Regions from separate parts of the Mus musculus genome. Here regions 2 and 3 are each linked to region 1. The links are chromatin contacts, called in public ChIA-PET and HiChIP or PLAC-seq maps. All regions are on one chromosome and are shown on one strand. The core of a region is the stretch at or near the end of the contact, and the rest is flanking DNA. Distances in the headings are between cores, read along the strand shown.

Evidence for each region. ChIA-PET counts read pairs in DNA pulled down with a chosen protein or histone mark. HiChIP or PLAC-seq counts read pairs in DNA pulled down with a chosen protein or histone mark.
Region 2: a FOXA1 HiChIP or PLAC-seq map of pancreatic cancer cells shows a contact between it and region 1. The contact joins the enhancer-like site here to the promoter of Hps6 in region 1. A contact is called at or near these places in 3 of 39 promoter capture datasets (the C10 cell line, hippocampal neurons and pre-B cells), 1 of 15 datasets of contacts at CTCF or cohesin (embryonic stem cells), 2 of 484 Hi-C or Micro-C datasets (B cells and embryonic stem cells), 6 of 115 datasets of contacts at active chromatin or transcription factors (bone marrow-derived macrophages, embryonic stem cells, memory CD8 T cells and 2 more) and 3 of 9 other capture datasets (adipose tissue, embryonic stem cells and liver).
Region 3: an RNA polymerase II ChIA-PET map of memory CD8 T cells shows a contact between it and region 1, with 8 read pairs. The contact joins the enhancer-like site here to the promoter of Hps6 in region 1. A contact is called at or near these places in 4 of 39 promoter capture datasets (hippocampal neurons, liver, pre-B cells and 1 more) and 3 of 115 datasets of contacts at active chromatin or transcription factors (bone marrow-derived macrophages, memory CD8 T cells and stem cell-derived neural progenitor cells).

Annotation. Positions count from the first base shown.
Region 1 is chr19:46,000,676-46,005,615 of GRCm38.p6, reverse strand. It overlaps Hps6 (HPS6, biogenesis of lysosomal organelles complex 2 subunit 3), which reads right to left and starts at 2,138. Exons shown (of 1, transcript NM_176785.3): 1 at 1-2,138. The coding sequence starts at 1,990. The region is part of intron 1 of 4930505N22Rik (RIKEN cDNA 4930505N22 gene); the gene reads right to left.
Region 2 is chr19:45,546,310-45,551,249 of GRCm38.p6, reverse strand. It overlaps Gm19639 (a long non-coding RNA gene), which reads right to left. Exons shown (of 2, transcript XR_386758.2): 2 at 4,904-4,940. Among named protein-coding and RNA genes, the nearest start is that of Gm41856, 3.7 kb to the right of the region's middle. Within about 2 kb of position 2,564, at least 35 of the 459 cell types and tissues checked have an H3K27ac peak or open chromatin away from gene starts, as enhancers often do. A contact at or near this core is called in pancreatic cancer cells, where this site is marked.
Region 3 is chr19:45,628,523-45,633,462 of GRCm38.p6, reverse strand. It overlaps Fbxw4 (F-box and WD-40 domain protein 4), which reads left to right. Exons shown (of 9, transcript NM_013907.2): 5 at 2,504-2,598. Among named protein-coding and RNA genes, the nearest start is that of Fbxw4, 29 kb to the left of the region's middle. Within about 2 kb of position 2,297, at least 78 of the 459 cell types and tissues checked have an H3K27ac peak or open chromatin away from gene starts, as enhancers often do. A contact at or near this core is called in bone marrow-derived macrophages, memory CD8 T cells and pre-B cells, where this site is marked.

The sequences.
Region 1 (4,940 bases), core at 889-3,388:
GGCTGGAGGCATCCAGGGCCAGCCCGGCTTCCAGAGCCCGTTCCCACTCTTCTTTCTTTATCAGCTGCCTTACAGCTTGTAGCACGGCTTTGGGTCGCCCACTGCCCAAAAGCAACTCGAGTTCCAGAGCCTCAGGCCTCTTCCCTTCCTCACCTAGCACTGCCAGGGCTCGGCGGTAAAGGGGCAGACTGGGGCCTTCAGCCCCCCAGCCGGGGCCACCCTGCTGCTGTGCCAGTTTCACAAATGGGGGGAGCCACTGAGGCTCGAGCTGGCCCAGGCACTGACACAGGAGTTCAAAGGGCGGCAGTATTCCATTGGGATGTTCCTTTCCAGCTGTTGGAGCCCTTAGGACCTTCTTCCATACATCCGGGGGTGCTTGGGACCTCAGCCTGCCACTCCTATCTGGCTGGAGCTGCAGTGCCTGGAGGGTGGCACCCCAAGCTGCTGTAGGAAGGGCTTGGAAAATGGTGTTGAATTGGGCCAGCTGGTCTCCTGTCAACTGGGTTCTCAGCAGGCGGGCCACCTCGTGCTCCGCTAACTCAGTCCAGCCAGCCTCCTCATCGTCCCCAGCCACCAGCTGGGCCTTGAGCTGTTCTATACTACGATAATCCCGGAGCTCAGCCCTCAGGGTTGTCAGGAGTGTAGACGGGGGCAGGTGGCCCTGGAGGATGGAGGCCAGGGCCTGAGGTGCCCGAAACATGCTGTTGTGTCTCAGTTCTTCTGGGGTAAGCTGGGTACCTCGAAGGCTCCGACGCTGGTAGTACCCACAGGCCTCCTCAAACACCAGGTCCTTGTCTGAAGGCAGCTCAAGGCCTTGGGGAGTTTCCCAACACACACAAAAGAGACCCAAGGCTGAAAGCAATCGTAGGGCTCCTCGGGTCTCCAGCTCTTCCTCGTTCTTCATGCCCGGGGCTGGAGGCTCCAGCAAATGTACTCTGTCTGTACTGAGAACCTTTTTTTCCAACAGCCGCCCACTGCTCATGTCCAGTAGTTCCAAGGTGGAGCCCAGGACACAGGCTAAAGTGCCGTGAAATGTCCCCAGGGCTGCAGACCCTTTTAGGCTTACAGGGGCCTCCTGCAGGATTCCCACGGTTCGAGTACCACCATGGCACTGCACTAGGCTCACCTTCCCTTTCAAGTCAAGCAACAACAAGCCCTGCGAAGATGGGGCCCAAGTGTGTACAGCCAGTGGCTCCCTGGGGGACAGGAATCCAGGAAGGCCTCGCAGCAGGGTCCGGAAGTCCCAAGTGTCCCCTTGTTTGGGATTCAGGCTTTTACTGTGTGAAAGACCAAGAGATGGAGCAGCAACTATTACCTTCCCCTTGCTTGGGCTCCAGATGAGCAGAAGGTGGGCCACACCAGACCAAGTGTTGGTAGTAGGCACCAGGAAGAGGTCCTTGCGGGAGGCTATCAGTCCAAAAAGGGGGCAATGGTGTAGCAGGATGTGGGTGCAGCCTAGTTTGGTGCCAGCCTCCCCGCTGGTTTCCAGGGTCTTGAAGCACACACGGTGGCTGAAGGCCGTTGAAAGCTGCTCTGGTTGGTCCTTAACACCCGGCTGACGCTCCTCGCACCAAACTAGGCGGCCTCGGGTTGCGGCCACGGCCATCACGCGGGCTCCACCATCCGGACACAGCTCAGTGCTCTGAAGTAGCTTCCATCCAGGCTCCATCCCCACGCCCCAAACCTCTGCTAGGCCACTCTCCCATACCAAGATCAGCGCGGGTCGCGCCAGCCACGGCACGAAAAAGACGTCCAGCGGCGAGGGGTCGCCCTCCGGCCAGGCACGCTCCAGCGGCAGGCCGGGCCCACGCACAGCCACTAGAAGCTGTGGGGCGGGCGATCCGGGGGGTCTTAATAGCAGCAAGTGGCGGCCGTCAGGGCTGCAGCGGACTAGGACAGCTGGGTCCCCCGCCAACAACTCGCGGAGCCGGGCCGCGCCGGTGAAGTTGCTCAGATCCGAAAGCAGGCGCAGAGTTCCTGCACGCTTCATGACGCCTCTGCCGCAGGAGCTAGCCAAGGCCTGATCGCCCAGTGGGGCGAGGCCGGACTGCTAGTCCTGGTACCCGGGGGAGTGCAGGGCTGACACTTCCGTCCCTGGTGAATGAGGTGAGCCAAGCCCTGGACTGAACGTCGACTCCGCCCGGCCCCGCCCCGCCAGGCGAGGTCCGGGATTGCCCCAGGGCACGCCCCGCTAGCGCTGCGCGCCGGGGGCGGAGCTGCGGGAAGATGTCCGAGGGAGGAGCATCCGCAGCACCCAAGGGTCCCCGCTCTGGATTCAAGTTTCCTAGGCACCGTGAGAATGTCTCAAAACGTCTCCCTTCTTTCTGAACCTCGCTCTTTCACCTTATTTGTGGTTGAGTACTGACACCGTATCAGCCCTGACCAAATAGCAAATCTCAACCGCCTGGAAATTTAGTGGAAAAACTGTAAGGTTAACAACCCTCCGCTCACCAGGCTGGCCACAAATTCACAGAGATTCTCCTGTCTCTGCCTCCCAAGTGCCGTGATTAAAGTTCATCACTACCATCCCTGGTCTTTATACATATGTTTTAAATTTGAAGTCAGCATACAAAGTAATGAATTTCATGATCGCATCCCCTTCCTCCATATTCTTAGTCCTGTGTGCACCTGTGAAGGCTGGAGGTCAGCCTCAGTGTCTTTCCTCAGAAGCCAACCTTCTACACTGTTTTGAGAGAACTTCTTTCACTAGGACCTCTCACCCACTAGGTTGTGCTAGCCAGCCAATGAGCTCGGGAGATCCTCCTGCTTCAGTCTCCCACGCTGGGATTATAGACTCGAACCACAATACCAAGCATTGAGGATAGAATTAGCGTCTTAAGCTTTTGAGGTATGCACTTTATTGACCAAGCTATGGCTGGCATTTTTACACATATATATATTATTCTACTTTGTTCCTGTTCACTGCCTTCCTCATTAAAAATTTAAATTAAATTATATTGAATGTGTGTGTGTTTGTGTGTGTATCTATGTGTGTCTGTGTTTGTGTGCGTGCAATATTATGGGCATACGCCACAACACCCACTCAGAGGCCAGAGGACAACTTTCGGAGCTGGTTCTTGCCTTGTACCACGTGGTTCCTGTGGTGGTTTGACTAAGAATGGTCTCCCACAGACGCATATATCTGAATAGTTAGTCATCAGAGAGTGGCACTCTCTGAGAAGAACTGGGATTAGTTATGTGTGGCCTCCTTGGAGGAAGTGTGTCACTGGCAGTGAGCTTTGCGATTTCAACCCCCCATGCCAGGTCCAGGTTCCCGTCTGCCTGTGGATGGGACTGGAGCTCTTAGCTACTGCTTCACTGCCGTGTGCATCACCGTGCTCTCTGCCAATGATGATAATGGATTGATGCTCTGAAACTGCAAGCAAGCCCCTCATTAAATGGTTTCTTGTATAAGAGTTGTCCTGGGGCTGGCGAGATGGCTCAGTGGGTAAGAGCACCCGACTGCTCTTCCGAAGGTCTGAAGTTCAAATTCCAGCAACCACATGGTGGCTCACAACCATCTGTAACAAGATCTGACTCCCTCTTCTGGAGTGTCTGAAGACAGCTACAGTGTACTTACATATAATAAATAAATAAATCTTAAAAAAAAAAAAAAAGAGTTGCCCTGGTTGTGGTATTTCTTCACAGCAATAGAAGAGTGACTGAGACAGGTGTCAGGAATCAAACTCAGGTGTGGGAACGTGGTTCACGGATGAAGCTGTGAGGAGCTGAGACCTTGTGGGAGAACTCCGAATAAACGAGTCTATAAACAATAAACAAGATAACCTCTGCACCCTCCCCAGCTGTATCAGAGAGGAGTAAATTAACTTATGTTATTGATTACAACTGACTATTGTTGTCTTTACGCCTCTATGGAAAAACATGTTTTTGTTTTTGCCACATGCGGCTTGTCCTTGTGACTGGACACTTTACTTAGTTGACTCCTTTTAACCCTTAGAGTAAAAACTGTCTGCTGCGAGAAATGAAGTTGGCTATGGCATAAAACTTTAGTTCACGGACGCTTCAGGCTGGCTCTCCCAGGTTCACACCGCCAGCTGGAGTAGCAACATCAGGTTCAGCAGCACTGATGAAAGTCCGTACTCACGCACTGAGGTGTTTCCTCAGCAATATATATATATACATATATATGTATATATGTGTGTGTGTTTATATATATATATATATGTTTATATATATGTTTATATATATATTTTTTGGGGGGGGACACAAATTCTCACTCTGTAGCTCTGTAGCCTGGCTTGTCCTTGAACCCTTGACAATCCGTCGGCCTCAGCTGCCCAAACACTGGAATTATAAACTGTCGTTCCTGTATCTGCATGAACTGCCATACCCTGTTCCCCGAATACTGATTGATTTGTCAGGCTCCCCTGTTTGGGGAGGGCATGCTTTTTTTTTTAAGATTAATTTTTATTTTGGGGTTTTGAAGAGATGGTTCAGCCATTGAGAACACTGTGTTTTTCAAGGGGACTTGAGTTGGCTCTCAGTACCCTCACAAATGCTTACAACTCTAGCTACAGGAATTCACTCTCTTTGGGCCTGCACAATCAGCCAGCCACAACACAAATAGAAAGTATAGAAAGTAAAATCTTGAAAATTTATTTTAATGTATGAATGTGTGTATGCCACATGTGTGTAGCTGCTTAATGAGCCCAGAAGAAGATATCATACCCCCCCAGAAGAGGACATCATATTCCCCTGGAGCTGGAGTTTCGGTGGTTGTCAGCCATTTGATAGTGAGTGCTGGAAACTGAATTCATGCCTCTGGAACTCAGCAGCAAGTACTCTTAACTACTGAGCCATTTCTCTAGCCTTGGTTTTTTTTTTAATGTATGTGCACATCTATGCAGGTGTATGTAGTATGTGTGCAGGTTCCTTTGAAGTTACAGTCAGTTGTAAACTGCCTGACATTGTTGTTGAGA
Region 2 (4,940 bases), core at 1,315-3,814, 450 kb after region 1:
CAAAGCTCCGTGAGGGGCCTTTCTTTCTGTGGACTTTCATTTCTGCATAGAGTGGCTCCTTTTTGTTTGTTTGGGTTTTGTTGTTGTGTCTGTTTGTTTGTTTGCTTGCTTGCTTTTCAAGACAGGGTTTCTCTGTATAGTTCTTGGCTGTGCCAGAACTGTTTCTGTAGACCAGGATAACCTCAAACTCAGAGGTTGCCTCTACCTCCAGAGTGCTGGAATTAAAGGTGTGCGCCATCACTGCCCACTTTAGCTTCTGGTTCTTTTTTTTTTTTTTAAAAGATTGATTTATTTATTTTATGAGTGCACTATAGCTGTCTTCAGACACACCAGAAGAGGGCATCAGATCCCATTACAGATGGTTGTGAGTCACCATGTGGTTGCTAGGAATTGAACTTAGTACTGGTGGAAGAGCAGTCAGTGCTCTTAACCACTGAGCCATCTCTCTAGCCCATGTCTGGTTCTTTTAAGCCTCCGATTCTACAATTATTTTCCTACAACAGGGGAGTACTAGTACCATATGTGTCTCTCACTCTACATGGGTGAGTGGGCCCTGCCACAAGTCAGACCTATGACTTGTCACTGTGGGAAAGGGAGACCCCAGCCCCCTTTTGGGCTGCTGTGGGTCTCTCTTCAGCTGCTCTTTGACACTTTGTGCCTAGCACACAAGTGCTCTTTGGGTGGCTATGACCCAGCCCTTCCAGCCCTTGTGTTTATCCAGGGCCTGGGGTGACAATGTGTGTCGTGGCCATAACCTTACTATGAACCAAGCTTGTACTGGGAGTCTGGCTGCCAGAACAGAGCAGGCACAAGCATATAACAGACATCCACAGCCCACAGCCAGAGGGGGCATGCCAGGGTGGGCAGGGTCTGTTGTGCCCAGCTTCTCCAGAATCATGGGATTTCTGGCCCTTTGGTAGGAATGGGACCCCTCTTGCCAGCACCAAGGGGAACAACTTGGAAGCTGTGGCCTTCCCCTCTTCACGGCAGGGGAGGGACATATTCCTGTTTTCTGAGAGGAAGCTGGGGAGAAGCTACAGCTGTGGTTCCAGGCTGCAAACAGAAAGCAGCTGCCTAAGCCTAGAGTTGGCACCGGTGTGATTCTGTGTCCACTCTGCCCTCCAGTCAGAACCAGCCAGCCATTTTCCCAGAATCTCCGAGTCCCTGGGCAGCCCTGCTTCCAAGCTCTGGAACCCAAGCTCTGGAACTGGAGAGAGAGGCTCCTAGCTAAGGCCCCAAGAGAAAAGTAGTCTGAGACTTTGGACCAGGTCTCATCTGCGACATCCTTCCTCCTCAGCTCTGATCCCCGTGGAAGAGCCTCCCTGAGGAAGGCCCTGGGCCCCAAGACAAGGAGATGCCCCCGGGGACGATGAGCTGCTTGAAAGGACCCCGAGAAAGCCACCAGAAGATGGGCCTGAACTGATAAACTATCTCTTCTCCAATGGCTGTGGAGTCTCTGTGTAGAACCTGCTAGACCCAGGCCTGGCCCTGACAGGATAAGCCTGTCACCTCAGACAGTGCCCTTCCTTGCCTGCTCCAGGAGCTGCGACCCAGCCATCACTGTATGAGTGCAGGTTCCCTGGGTATGCACCCGGTGTCCCTTGTTTGTGTGCCTACCACACATTTCTGGGCCCTGTAGCTGTGGTGTGAGTACCAGTGTCTCTAGCTAGCCTCTGGGTACAGTCCCCATGTCACCAGGGGCTCAGGCAGGTGTGTGGGCTTGTCAGGGGACCCTGGTTGTGCTGGTCAGGGACTAGAAAGGTAGGGGAGTCCTGACTGGACTCGGAGCTCTGGGTCCCTGTGTCCATGGTGGAGACCGCAGGGCGGACCGCTTGCGTCAGCCTTGAGCGGCCATCAATAGCGCGCGGTTAATTAATTTGATGGGAACAGCAGGGACCGCCGTTTGCATTTAGTGAAGTTCCAGGAACTTCCAACCCCATCTTCATAATTGGCCTCATAAATTGTAAGAAAGAGAGAGATCAGCAAAGCGGGAGGGAGGAGGGGCCGCCCGTCCGTCCTTATTTAATTTTATTGCTGAAATTCATCTTTTTAGCCTCCTCCGCCTGAATCGGCTCTCCCTGCCGGATTTGCCTAATCATGATAAATTAATATTCATTTCCCCACCTCTTACCCAGCTCCCGCGCTTGGATGGAGTCAGGATGGTCTTCTTCCAGCCCCTCTGCCTTGGTTGGGAGATGACCCCCAAAGCGAAGCTTGTGTACTGCACTAAAATTGGCCCTTGGGGAGAGCAGGAGGGAGCCTGGGAGAAAGATGGGGTTGTGTTCCTTGGGGAGGAGGGGGCTCCCAAGACTGATAGGAACTCACAGGCCTCAGGAAGCTGACATTAACTACAAGTGGCTAGCCAGGGCTGGGTTAGAAGGACAGGAAGGCTGCTAGAGACCCGGAGGCTGAGCCACACGGGCAGACAGGGTAAGCTGAGGAGGTGAGACTGAAACAGAGTTGGTCACCCTCTGATCCTTGTCCCACTGCACTCCCTCAGCTAGAGATGAGCCACCTTGCCAGGTCCGAGGGTTCCTGTGGGTACCATGGGTCTCTGACCACTCTCTCTCAGTACAGTTATCAGGATGTCTGGAAACAACACACGGACACTTGTGCAGGGCTGTGCTGGGCTAGACTGGGCTGGACTGGACTGGGCTGGACTGGACTGGGCTGGGCTGGGCTGGGCTGGGCTGGACTGGGCTGGGCTGGGCTGGACTGGGCTGGGCTGGGCTGGGCTATGCTGGGCTGGGCTGGGCTATGCTGGGCTGGGCTGGGCTATGCTGGGCTGGGCTATGCTGGGCTGGGCTATGCTGGGCTGGGCTGTGCTGGGCTGTGCTGGGCTGGGCTATGCTGGGCTGGGCTGTGCTGTGCTGGGCTGTGCTGGGCTGGGCTGGGCTGGGCTGTGGGTGGAGTCTCACTAGGAGGTCCCCCATCCTGCACCTCCCTGGGTGGAGGCTCCAGTCTAAAGGAGCACAGTCCCCTCTGCTGCTCACATCCTGTTCTGTTAGGCACAAGGCCTGCCAATTTTATGCAGAAACTGATGATCAGACATGAACAGTGATTGGTCCAGTGCTCCACATAGATTGGGAGGTCTGGAACTAGGGACAGAAGGATGTGTATACCTGAGAGGCTGGGAGTGGTGAGCATGGTCCCTAGGGACCTGGCCTTTAGAGAGTGGGCAGAGCATTCTGCTCTAGGGTGTGAGCTCTCTCTCTCTCTCTCTCTCTCTCTCTCTCTCTCTCTGTGTGTGTGTGTGTGTGTGTGTGTGTTTTGATTTTTGGTTTTTCGAGACAGGGTTTCTCTGTATAGCCCTGGCTGTCCTGGAACTCACTTTGTAGACCAGACTGGCCTCAAACTCAGAAATCCACCTGCCTCTGTCTCCCAAGTGCTGGGGTTAAAGGCGTGCGCCCCCACGCCCGGCTTGTGTGTGTGTGTTTAAATGATTTTATTTTTATGTACATTTGTGAGCTGCCATGTGGGTGTTGGGAACTGAACCTGGATCCCCTGGAAGAGAAACCAGTGCTCTTAACTGCTGAGCTGTCTCTCTAGCCCCTGGGGTTATATTGTATTACATAGCAAAGGGGACATTATCTAACCATACAAGCCCCTTAAAAGGAGAGCTGCCTCTGGTTGGTGGCAGGTGGAAGGGCGGTGGACGAGAGATCTGAAGCATGAGCAGGAACTCTGGGGGCCTCAAGGAGCAGTGGTGCTGATGCAAGAAACAGTCCCCACAGCCATCAGGAACGGATGCTGCCAGCCACAAACGTGGGCATGCGAGGACTTTTTCTTTAGAGCCCTACTGGGATCCCAGGATAACCAGGACTCTCAATCCAGCCTGTGGGGCCCTAAGTAGCGAGCTCAGGCAACCTGACCTGAGTTTCTGCCCTGCACCACGGCTGTTGGAAAGGGCCAAGAGTGTGAACGTGTACTGTGTAGCAGTTAGAGGAGATGCACAAAGCCTAGGGGAGCCTTAGGAAGCTCCTGTAATGGTGAAGCTGGGGGAGGTGTGGAGACTCCACTCACACAGCTCCCTGCCCTCCAGATTTCCCAGGGCAATAATTGCTCCCAGTTTCCAGACTCTTCCGTCTCTTCTGCGGCTGATCATGGAATCAGATCCTTGTAAGCACTTCAGTGTGTGGCGTGTGCATCTGTGGAGCCTGGAACCTGGATGGAGTCGCTGTGAGCACTAACCAAGAGTTATACCCGTGCAGACAGCTTCTGCAGAAACTTCCAGCACACAGACATGAGCAAGCAGAGTGGTCTGATTGTGTGGCACCCTTCCCAAAAAAAGCGTGTCTCTCCTTCCCAAAATGGCATTTCAAAAATTTATTCATGGGACATGGATACCAAGAAAAAAGAAGTTTGGGGTCCCATGGGACTTGTTAGAAAGCTGGAAAGACCAGTTAATACTGAGCAAGCTATAAAAGGAGACTTGGGGAAGGGCCCTGAGCTACCTGTGCCACACACCTGGTTTATTTCAGCAGTTTTACCAAGCCCTACTTAGCTCAGCCCTACATGTGGATATGCAGTCTCCAGCTAGATTTTGTTTTGTTTTTGTTTTTTTGAGACAGGGTTTCTCTGTGTAGCCTCTGCTCACTTTGTAGACCAGGCTGGCCTTGAACTCAGAAATCCGCCTGCCTCTGCCTCCCAAGTGCTGGGATTAAGGGCACCACCACCGCCCAGCTCCATTTTACAGATGGAAAGCCTGAGTCCTGGGCTAGAAAGATGGTTCAGGGGTCAAGAGCATGTATTGCTCTATCAGGTCCCGGTCCCTGAGTTCAATTCCCAGTGCCCACACCAGGCAGCACACGACTGCCTAAAACCCTGGTTCCCAGGGATCCAAAGCCGCTGCCACTGCAGGCATCTGTGCTCGTACATGCCTGTACACAGACAGACACACATGTCCCAGAGAGGTTCTTTTTATTGTCCCAAGTCATGCA
Region 3 (4,940 bases), core at 1,048-3,547, 370 kb after region 1:
TTGTAATATATTTTGGATATACAGTATACTCTGTGGTATCTTCTCTATAACCTTTTTTTCTTTTTCTTACAACCTTTTTTGTTATTTCTATTTGAATAGTTGTCCTTGAAGTTACTATGTAGTTTAAGAGTCACCTTAAACTTCTGCTCTTACCTCACCTGTTGAATGCTGGGATTACCTGTGTGCTACCACACCCAATCTATGTGATGCTAGAGATCAAACCCAGTGTTGTGTGCATGCTAGGCAAATACTCTACCAAATGAGCTGTATCTCCAGCCCTCGTGTCATCTTCAGTGGCTTCAAAAGGAACTTAGTTTTCTCTAGTAGATGGATGTTTGCATCTGGTTTATTCCGGAATACAAGAACCTGGGAATAAGAATCCTTTCTTAAGTCTGCTCCATTCTGTGCATTGGCTGTGCTACTTCTTGGTTAGTTACCCTCCCTTTTTTATACCATGGTCCTGAGACATAGGCATGGCCCCCATTCAATGCGCTGAAACTGAGACCAAGAAGTTAGGCAACATCTCTAAGCAAATTCAGTAAGTCTCAGGTAGGGTTCAAACCCAGACGAGCCAGACTCCAAGACAACACGCTTGTTCTGCAATAACAGGTTTCCACAAATATCTTATCCCTTGGGTTTTGTTTTAGGATCTTTTTTAAATGAATTCTCATACTTAGAGTTCCTGAGTCAAAGATCATGACAGGAACGCCTTGCCACCTCTCTCTGGTTTGCCTTCTAAAAGGGCTGTATAAATGTGTATGTTCGCTGAGTGTTTTCTGGGATGGGTCCGTTTCACTGATAGTAAAGATCTGACCACATGTTTATTATGTCAACTCCTGTCGCTCAGGTGCCAGGACACTCTTGTTGCCACAGGATGCTGTGCTACAGAGACAGGCTGCCACTCCTAACTGATGCTTGGAATTGGCAGTGTACTTCCTGATTCACTCCTGAAGATCAGGAACATTAATCTGTAGTTTGAGGGCTCTCAGTTACTACCAGCCGTCTCCACAGAAGCTACTAGAACACATGTTTAGGCTGTCCTGGAGATTATGTAAATCAGGAGGGCCCTCTTCACCACACAAGCACGAACCTGACTCTGAGGGAGTTCAGAAAAGGCAAAGGTCTCTTCCAAGCTGGGCAGTCTAAAGGAAGAAACCAGAAGGGCATCTAGTTATTACCAAAGGGTTTGGCTGCTAAGGGCAAGGCAGATGCTAGAATCCTGGGCTTACAGGAAATACTGAGATATGTGCCCTCGTTGGTGGTTTTTTGTTGTTGTTGTTGTTGTTGTTTTTTTTTTTTTTTTTTTTGGTTCCCTTCTCATCCAGAATATTCTCGTTAAATTTCTTTTCTTAGTTTTGGGGAAAGTTCCCCCTACTCTTACCCCACCCCCACTGCATCATACCCACAAACTCTGAGAAACACTCTCTCCTTTTATAGGGAAGAGATACCATGTGATCCTAAGAAGGCAAGACCACCCCCATTCCATCACTGCCCCTTACACTGAAGGAATGTTTCCTTAAGTTCTTCCATCTAAGGTCCTGCCTGAGTGTGGTGTGTTCCCCTTATAGCTCTGCAGGGACCTTGAGAGGTCACTGATCCCTCTAGCTGCCGAGGGATCCCTCTGTGGCTGCTCTGGGGAGAGCCCTGTACATTGGAGGTTTCCCTTCTGTTTGGTTAGAGGCTTATGTCCCTGTGTGTGTGTCATCTGGGGTAGGGTGAGGTGCGGGGGAGCCTTGTGTTAATGGGAGATTTCTAAATGCACTGAGTGCTGAGAGGCTCGGGAGTGTTGATTAGAGTTAAGCCCAGAGTGCCTGCTAATGTGCATTCCTGACTGATAGGGCCCAGATAGTGGGCTCCAAGCAATATTTTTAACCTGTGGAGATATGGAAGCTTAAAAGAGTTAAGCTTTTCTGCTACTTTAGGTGACACTAGGTGCTAAAATTCCCTGCTGACGCGAATACCTTTGGATCCTGGGCATTATGAACAAACAAACAGCAACACCCCCTCTCACTTTGAAGTCTTGTTCCCATTCTCTCCTTGTTTTGCAGTTTTCTTCTTACTCCTCTAATAGTATACATGTCTCCCCCCCACACTGTGCCTTGGTCTTCCCGCAGCTCTCTATGTGCCTAAAGTAAAGTTTTGGTGAAAGATAGGAGAAGGGAAGAGTCACAAACAAGGAAGTTTCTGAGAGAGGCAGGAGGCTTCCATCTGCATTTCCTCAGTTGAATCTCACGCAGGGCTCTGTAACCTCTCATAGCCTGGGAGGAAGAGGGACTCGCAGGGTAAAGGTTGGTGGTTGGGGCAGGAAGTAAGGCCCGTCTCTGTGGCAGCTGAACGAGAAGCTGAAGAGGCCCCTCTGCTCAGACCCTGGCTCTCTCTGTCTTCAGGACAGAAAGGATTCTCTGTTCCCCAGTTCCTCAGTCTCACTCTTCCCACATGGTGTTGGCTTCTTCCTCCTCAGCCCAGGCAATGCCAACAAGCGCATTTCCTCTCCTGTTTCCAGGTATGGCCTCTGGCCTCGGGCCGGCTGGGGCAGTGCTTACACACCATCCAGACCGAAGACCGAGTCTGGTCCATTGCTATCAGCCCATTACTCAGGTAAGGGAGACGTGTTTGGTTTTTATCTCATTCAAGAATGGTTTCATTTTATTAGGTCAGATAAGCTAGAAGTTTTTTCACTAGTGTATTCTAGGTTGCTATGAACCACTCTCCTGGGGATTTAAACATTCTCCAGAGACTTTAAGTCTTTGGGTCTTTCACTATACTTTGGAATTGCGATAACCTTTCCTAAGCATCTGACCAGAAATGTTAAGAGAAAGCTACATACTGGCTATAGCTAAGGGCAGTGTTACCTTTCTGGAGCAGATGTCCTCTGGGGTTGCTCCAACGCAGAGGCTTCTCAGTATACCTGAGAGGCAAGGACAGCAGCTAGCCTGCTGTTGTGACTCACTTCTGCTTTGTTCCCTGAAAATGTCTTCTGGTGTATCCCTTACAGGCTCTGGGTATCAGGAGAGGAGGAGAGGTTTGGGGTCTGCCAACTGGGCCGCATCCATATATGGAGAGGAGCAGAAACAGTGGCAACTTTGTGGAAGGGCAGCTCAGTTTTATTATTTGATGTCTGTGGTAGTTCGCCGTGCATGCTCCTGTTCATGCGCCTGGTTCTCTGGAGACCAGAGAGGGTGCTGAATCTGGAACTGTAGCTACAGATGGTTTTGAGCCACTGTGTGGGTGTCAAGAATCAAACACAGGTTCTCTGGAAGAGCATCTCTCCCCATCTCTCCAGTCCACAACTCTTTAAAACAAACAAACAAACAAACAAACAAACAAACCCCTAAAACCAGAATCAAAATAAGTCTTGCTGTGTAGCTAGGGCTTGTCCAGAACTGATTATACAGCCCAGACTGGCCGTGAGCTAGAGCTTCCTGCCTCAGCTTCCCAATGGCCAGGATTACGCCAAAATGCAGTTATTTCTTCTGCTTTAACTAGCCAGGTGTGTTGGCTCATGCCTGTAATCCCTGTACCTGGGAGGCTGAGGCAGGAAACATTACCCATGTATTTAAGGCCAGTTTGGGCTATAAGCATCAGCCAGCCTAGGACACAGAGTAAGACCCTGACTCAAAAACAAAGCAAAGTATGCAAAATAAAAATAAAAAGTAAAACTGGCCAGGTAGTAAGTGGTGCACACCTTTGATCCCTGCACTCAGGAGGCAGCAGCAGGCAGATCTCTGTGAGTTTGAGGCCATCCTCGTCTGCAGTTCCAGGACAGCCAGAGCTACACAAAGAAGTCCTGTATTGAAAAATTGCTGCTTTTTGGCTATTAATTGTTATTAAAAAACATTTTATTGGCATATAGTCACTGTACCTACTGTTGAGTTTCATGTAGACAGTGTCGTTCAGTGCATCGTGTGCTTTGTATCCAGGCTTTTAAAAGATTTTCTATTGCTTTGTGTGTATGGGTGTTTTGTATGTATGTACACACACACACACACACACACATCTGTGCATCACATATATACACTGTCCCTAGAGGCCACCAGGGGGTGTTGGGACTGGAGCTCAGATGGCTATAGCCACCATGTGGCTGCTGGGGATCAAACCTAGGTCCTTTAGAAGTTCAGTCAGTGCTCTTAGCTGATGAGGCATCGCTCCAGCTCCTGTCTGGGCTATCCTGAACCAAGGAGGCCTCTCTCCTTCCAGGGGCATTTAGAGACTTTTCTATACTTGAACTATCTTAGAAGTTAGTAGAGTCTGTCTTCCTGCTCTTTCCTGATGCCTCTCTCATCCCACCTGAGTGGAATTGGGAAAGTTAGAGGGCCACCACCTCCACCACCTCAGTCACTTGTTTTTATAAACAGGTTGGTGCCCCTTTTGCTCAGCCCCCTTCAGCCTCTTTCTCCTCACTTCATGGAGCCTGTAGCTCTCCTCTTGCTCTCTTCCACAACTCCCTTTCAATTTCTTTCTTCCTAAGAATTAGAGCCGATTAGCCACGTCATTAATTCTTCAATTTGACGGCTGATATAGCAGGACCTGAAACACATTGCTGACCTTAGAGAATGGAGACCCCATTCCTTAGCATATTGACGACGGGAGAAGTTAATTAAAATTCCACAGAGCAGAGGTGTCGGCTAACCTATAAACCTGTCACTTTTCAGAACAAATCATTCCAGCATCTTAGGAAAGAGGAAAGGGACAACCAGTGACCAGAGGGAAGCTAAGTGTATGGGGAGTTCTGGGTGGAAAAATGGAGCCAGCCAGCTTTGTCTCCTTGGCAGTTTCTCCCAAATGCCACCTTTCTGAAAGCCTGTCAGCCAGGCTTGTGTGTGGGACTAGAGAGAAGTGAGTGACAAATGTGCTGGCATCAGGGGACAAGAGCAGCTTGCTGGTGAAGGGGCTCTGGGCTAGAGATTGTCCGTGCACTCAGTACATGGAGGTGTGGGCAG